2 separate regions of the Sus scrofa genome follow, and region 2 is linked to region 1. Evidence: chromatin contacts called from public Hi-C data. All regions are on one chromosome and are shown on one strand. Each heading gives the region's core, a stretch centred on a gene start, on an enhancer-like site or on the middle of the called end of the contact. The rest is flanking DNA. Distances are from core to core; before and after follow the strand shown.

Region 1 (2,976 bases), core at 428-2,927:
ACAAATTGCCCAAGTTTCTGCAATCAGCATTCAAATCAAGAAGAAGCCCCTCTCTTGCCCACTTCCAGAACCTGTCCCCAAATGGGAACCATTATCCTGACTTTGAACAGCTCAGATTATTTTTGTACTTTATGTAATTGAATCACATTCTTTTGTGTCTGGCTTCTCCTTCTTTTTTTTTTTTTTTAATCGTCACAACTGTGGCATATGGAAGTTCCTAAACTAGGGGTTGAATTGAAGCTGCAGCTGAGGCCTATGCCACAGCTATGGCAATACCCCAGCCAAGTGACCGACACTGCTGCTTGTGGCAACGCCAGATCCTTAACCCACTGAGCAAGGCCAGGATTGAACTTGCATCCTCATGGAGACTACATCAGGTCCTTAACCCAATGAGCCACAATGGGAACTCTGTGTCTGGCTTCTTTCACTCAATATTGTGTTTTAAAGATCCATCCATATTTTTGCTTTTCATTGTAGATCTTTCCCTCTCATTACTGTATAGTATTCCATTGTGTCAATATACAACTCCATTTTTCTCTTCAGCTGCTTCTGGACATGTGGCTAGAGAGAAGGAGTCGTAGAACTTACAAACTCTGTTGATGGGTGTGCAAACTGGGACTACCAACTGCTCTCACTATGACACAGCAATCCCATACCTAGGTGTAGGTGCAACAGAAATGCCTATAATGTGTTCACTGAAAAGCATGGTCTAGAATGTACATAGAAGCTATTCACAGGGACATAGCTATTGGAAATGGACATTTGCAGTAAATAGGATGAGCCAACTAGATGTTTTGCAAGTTATGCAATGTTTCAGGTAAAACATCTTATTTACCTCTTCTCACCTTTCATTAACATTATGTGGCACAACAGATGTTCTAGAAATGTCTGTTAGAGGAAGAATGGTAAGATCAAAGAAAATGAAAAAAGAGTAATAAAGGAAGGGGAAGAGGGAAAAGGATATAGGAAGGGTCCTTGAGGTGACAAAGTAAAGTGATGAGATGATCACATGAAAGAGTATTTGAGTGAAGACACAGTAAAGGAACTCACTGACGGGTGTGAGGAAATGTGGGCTGGAGTCTTCAGTCTGGAACTATGGGGATGGGATGTCTTACAGAAGAAGAGCGAAGAGAGCAAGTCGTTAAATAAAATAAAGGACCACCTAGTAATGTTTCTGCTTGTGGTTTTGATTTCAAGGCTTCCCAGCCTCCTGGACATCCACAGTTTCCAAAGTGAAAACAACTAGCTTTCCTGGCTGCTCATCTGGCAGAGATCATTATTTTCCTTGGTCAAATAAATTTCAGAAGAGACTGTGTAATTCCAGAGCTATTGAGTAATCCTGTTTTGCTCTCTTTCCTTTTCTTTTTCATTCTGCTCTTTCCTCTACATCCTTTTTCTCTTTTCTTACTAACCCTTGCTGCAGTGGTCTATCATGGCAGGAATCAGGACATCAGCCTATTGATTTAAGTAGCATCTATCACAATTTCTCAGACTCAGAATTGAGTCCCATATGTTGTTCATTCTCTTCCTCAGATTAATAATTGATACAACACAGGCAGATGTAGGACCAAAGATGCTCTGAAATGAATAATTTTTGGTTCTGAGTACAGCTGCCAGGATTTGGAAGTATCTCCTTACTGTGTGTCAAAGGCATTGACATTCAGCGGAGCACAGTGTAACGCGGATATGCCATTCTGAGGACAGAGCCAGCTTTCCTGGAAGTCTTCCAATTCCAAACAGTGGACATATCAGTTCTCTAACAAGTCCCACAGGGAAATTTATGTTTATCAATGTGAGAAGCCAGTGGAGCATAAACAAAAGACTCACAAAGGAGAAAGGAAACTGACTCAGATGAAGTAACACCCTTAGCAATAAAATTAGAGCTACTTACGCTTTTTCCAGAAATGCGTCCCTGGACATGTTCTGGGCCAGCAGGTTTGTTGCCAAACTGAAAACCTCATTTGTCCATTCCTGAAAAATGTAAATCGCACTCGTGCTAGCTTAAATACTGTACAGTCATTAGACACATGTTTTTAGCCAGGCTACTAGGAAGACAAATTAGCTCAATTTGTACACCTAAGTTTTTTATTTTTTCTGTGAAAATGATATAGTTAAATTCAAATCCTGAGTGACTACTCCTTTCCTAAGGAAATGTTCTTTATCCATAAACAAAATTCTATCTACTTTAAAAAATACCTACAGATAAATAACTGGTGTGTTGCCTCTAATATCCAAGCATGTCTAACTATTTTCCTGGAATATAAACAGATAAAGAGTTTAAAATATAGCCAAATATATTTTCATCACACCTGCAAATAGGGTCTTCCTATTTCACCAGTCAAGCCAAAGTAGCTATACCCAGCAATCTGATCTTTAAATGTTAATTGCAGTTCTAGTAGTTCTCTAAACTGGTTGCAGTCACAATGCCATACAATATCCAGTGCAATGTCATATTCTACACCAGCTCGATAAATCCCTTACTACTGTCCTAATCTCAATCCCTACCTCACACCATTCACCACTGATATCTCTTGGCTTCCAGGAAAATGGAAAAGAGTAAATCTACAAAAAAATTTTGAAGTTCCATTCTGGGTGATAATGTTAAATGCACAATTAACATTCTGGGCCAGAGCAAACAAAGCAAAACAAAACAAAAAACTTCTAATAGAAGATGACATAAGGACTAAATAATGTAATCATTTGATGTAGTTGACTTGGCTCTCTCCTCAATGAAATCATGTTTTTTCTTTTTTTTTTTTTTTTTTTTTTTTTTTAGTTTAACAGCTTTTCCACCTTGTTTTGTTATTTCTACTGTAGTTGTGTTGGTCTTTTGTGTTTTGCCTCCTGATTTAAGGCATTGATAATATGCTGTTGTGTAATACAGTAATATTTGAGGTAGAATTTGGGGTATAGAGTGTTGGGAGAGGAAAGAGGGTGCTCTAGGCAGTGCTTTTTTTGGGTTGTTTTTGTTTGTTT
Region 2 (3,120 bases), core at 192-2,691, 72 kb before region 1:
TGATTCCTCAAAAACTGTAAGGTATCAGCTGTATCCTGTGACTTGCCTACAGGCTTATTTGATGGAGGTACTGTCATCTAAACAGTGCACGTATCTTTAAAAATGGTGATATTCTGTTTAAAAGGGTAGGATAAAATGGGTGAACTCTAAAATAATTATGCATAGAAATTACCTCATTCATATATAATGCAGCTTCACATTTAGCCAATATATGGTCATTTCAATAGATTGTTTTTCCTTCTGAAGATTAGGTGGCTGATTCCACTAGCTTAAATATTCCCATTGATATAAGGCATTATGTTCTTCCAAGTTCTGGGCTTCAGTCAGACTCAGTCATATCAATTATGTAACAAGATGTTCAAGTCAAAAAGTAAATAAAGCATACTTTTAAATTGTTGGATTTGACTTCTTTCAGGGTCCACTTGGTGCAATAGCATAAGAAGCCCAGTAGATGGCAATATTGGCTCAACAGTGAGGTAATTTACCATGGGCTAGTACCTCCCCTCCTTGCCTTCTCTCAGCTTCTCAATCTCTATAAATGACACTGCCCCCAGCACTGCCTCCAAGAAGCTGATAAATGTTTTCATTTGGCTGACAAAGTTCAATCGATTACTGAATGATAGCAGCGAGCAAAGTATTCATGAAATAATCTTTAGAGGGAAAAGATGTCTAGAACCAACACAGCTTATAATTTACAGTTTGTTTATTAAAGGGAAGCCACATGTAACTAACTATGATGCTGATACTGTTAGTTGATAAGATGAATCAATTCTACTTTGACTAGAAAACATTCTATCAGAGACACATTCTTTTAAGAGGTTAAAAAGTTTTTATAATCAAGTTTATTGCCTCGAGTTTTTGTAACTTTTTTTTTTTTTTAATTAGAGGGGGGATTCTTTTGATTGAGTAATTTAGGAAGGTGTTTGGCAGAACAGTGCTTCGTGGGTCACAGCAACCCAGCAGTCATTTCAAATAATCCCGCCATTCTCTGACATACGTGGGAAAGAAAGAATTTATCTTCTTTTACTCTATGAGCAGGAAACTGATTTCTCCCTTATACATTTTTAGAGGGAACTTGGAGGAATCTTTTTGAACAATAAAAATTTACTATATTCCAGTTCTTTGACAAGGGTACAGGCAAAGAGCTAGATTTTGGGGGAGGATGTGGCCAACAGGGGCCGTGATAGACGAGCTTTGATATACGAAACATTTCAAATGTTTCAAGTTACATGGGTTTCCGATGCTGAAAACATCTAAGTTACATGTGTTCCTGATGCAAATGGTAAATGAGCAGTGCTCTTTATTCAGGGGCATACCTACATATTAAAATGCTCAAAACTTTCCATCAAAATAAAGATTGCACAACCGAGTTCGGGAGCTAGCTTAGGAAATCTACCCAATTACTAACAGATTGCTTGCTCTTTCTCTGAATTAAGCAACAGTGTTCACTGCCTGTAAAAATCGTTATTTGTGTTATGTATCCAGTTAATAAAAGGGAGGGGACTGGGAAAGGCAGATGGTAAAACAACAAGCTCCCACATGCAAAGGAAGGCACGTTTCCCTCACTAGCATTCAAGAGACAGGATCATCCTGAGAAAGAGGTGGCCTGTGAGTGACATTCATTCCAAAACTGCAAAAAGAACATGCTTACTGGGAACAAAAGTTATTTTTGAAAAAAGAATCAGAATTGCATAATAATGTTTGAAACACCCAGTCAAAAACTACCAAAAAACAAAACAAAACAAACCCAAAAAAACCCCAAAACCTAAAAAACCTTTCAAGGAATTATAAAACATCTGTTGATGAGGATTTTAATCTAAACAATAAAAGTAATTGGCAGTTGAGGTGGAAACATGGAAGAAAAGAAAGAGTCTTGGCCAATCTTTTTTTTTTTTTCCCTGATTGCCCTAGAGTTTATATTTCAATTTTTAAAAATGACTTTTAAATCTTTTTACATATGATTGGTATACAAAGAAGTACACATAGCATACGTGTACAGCCCATAAACAGATCACACAGACCTTAGGAAACAGTACCCAGGACAAGAAACAAAATATAACCAGTGTCCAGAAACCTCCTTGGGTTTCTAGTCATTCTTCACCAAGGGTAACCATCTCCTGACCTCCAATGGTCCAGGTTAGTTCTGCATGTTTTTGTACTTTATATAAATAGAAGCATAGAGTGGATACTTTCTGTTGCTGTTGTTGTTTTGTGTTGTTTTGTTTCATTTTGCATTTGACTTCTTTTACTCAACATTGTGTTTCTGGGATTTGTCCATACTGCTGTGTGCAATTGTAGATCATTATTGCTGCTCATTATTCTGTGGCATGATTATACCATGATTTACTTATCTCTTCATGGGCTAGTCTGAACAGTGTTGCTTTAAGCAATTCCTGTACACATCTCCTGGTGAACAGCTCTATGCATTTCTCATGGGGGTACATCTAGGGATGGAATTCTCTGGGGCCCAGAGGTTCATAGGTATGTGTTCAGCTTAGTTTTTGCAGATGATGCCAAACAGTTTTCCAAAGGGATTGTTCCAATGTCAGCTAAACTTTTTTTTTTTTTTTTTTTTTTTTTTGTCTTTTTTTGCTATTTCTTTGGGCTGCTCCCGCGGCACATGGAGGTTCCCAGGCTAGGGTCGAATTGGAGCTATAGCTACTGGCCTACACCAGAGCCACAGCAACATGGGATCCGAGCCGAGTCTGCAACCCACACCACAGCTCACGGCAACGCCGGATCGTTCACCCACTGAGCAAGGCCAGGGACCGAACCTGCAACCTCATGGTTCCTAGTCGGATTCGTTAACCACTGCGCCACGACGGGAACTCCTCAGATAAACTTTTTAATTGAAGAACTTCCTACATTCAAGCTTAAAGTTTCCTTCACTTGTTTAGCCTCCAATCAGAGATCTTCTTATGGCACATTGTAGATTGCCAAGATTTTGATTAGAGTTGGAAAAGAACTGAGACTAAATGAAAAATAATTAAAAGGAAATAGGTGATCATTTTTGAATTTTTTCCTCATCAGTCATAAGCACCTTTCTTTCTCCCTTCCTCCCTCCCTTCCTTCCTTTCCTCCCTCCCTCCCCTCTTCCTGGTCTGTACCTGAGGCATATGG

What was found. A called contact is a pair of places that touch in the nucleus more often than the background predicts.
Region 2: a contact with region 1 is called in a Hi-C map of liver, with 2.2 times the contacts expected there. The contact joins two enhancer-like sites. A contact is called at or near these places in 3 of 47 Hi-C or Micro-C datasets (embryonic fibroblasts, heart right ventricle and liver).

The regions. Positions count from the first base shown.
Region 1 is chr17:17,513,567-17,516,542 of Sscrofa11.1, reverse strand. It overlaps PLCB1 (1-phosphatidylinositol 4,5-bisphosphate phosphodiesterase beta-1), which reads right to left. Exons shown (of 33, transcript XM_021077401.1): 5 at 1,892-1,971. Among named protein-coding and RNA genes, the nearest start is that of PLCB4, 400 kb to the left of the region's middle. Within about 2 kb of position 1,677, at least 24 of the 83 cell types and tissues checked have an H3K27ac peak or open chromatin away from gene starts, as enhancers often do. A contact at or near this core is called in liver, where this site is marked.
Region 2 is chr17:17,584,997-17,588,116 of Sscrofa11.1, reverse strand. All of the region lies in intron 14 of PLCB1 (1-phosphatidylinositol 4,5-bisphosphate phosphodiesterase beta-1), which reads right to left. Among named protein-coding and RNA genes, the nearest start is that of PLCB4, 330 kb to the left of the region's middle. Within about 2 kb of position 1,441, at least 9 of the 83 cell types and tissues checked have an H3K27ac peak or open chromatin away from gene starts, as enhancers often do. A contact at or near this core is called in liver, where this site is marked.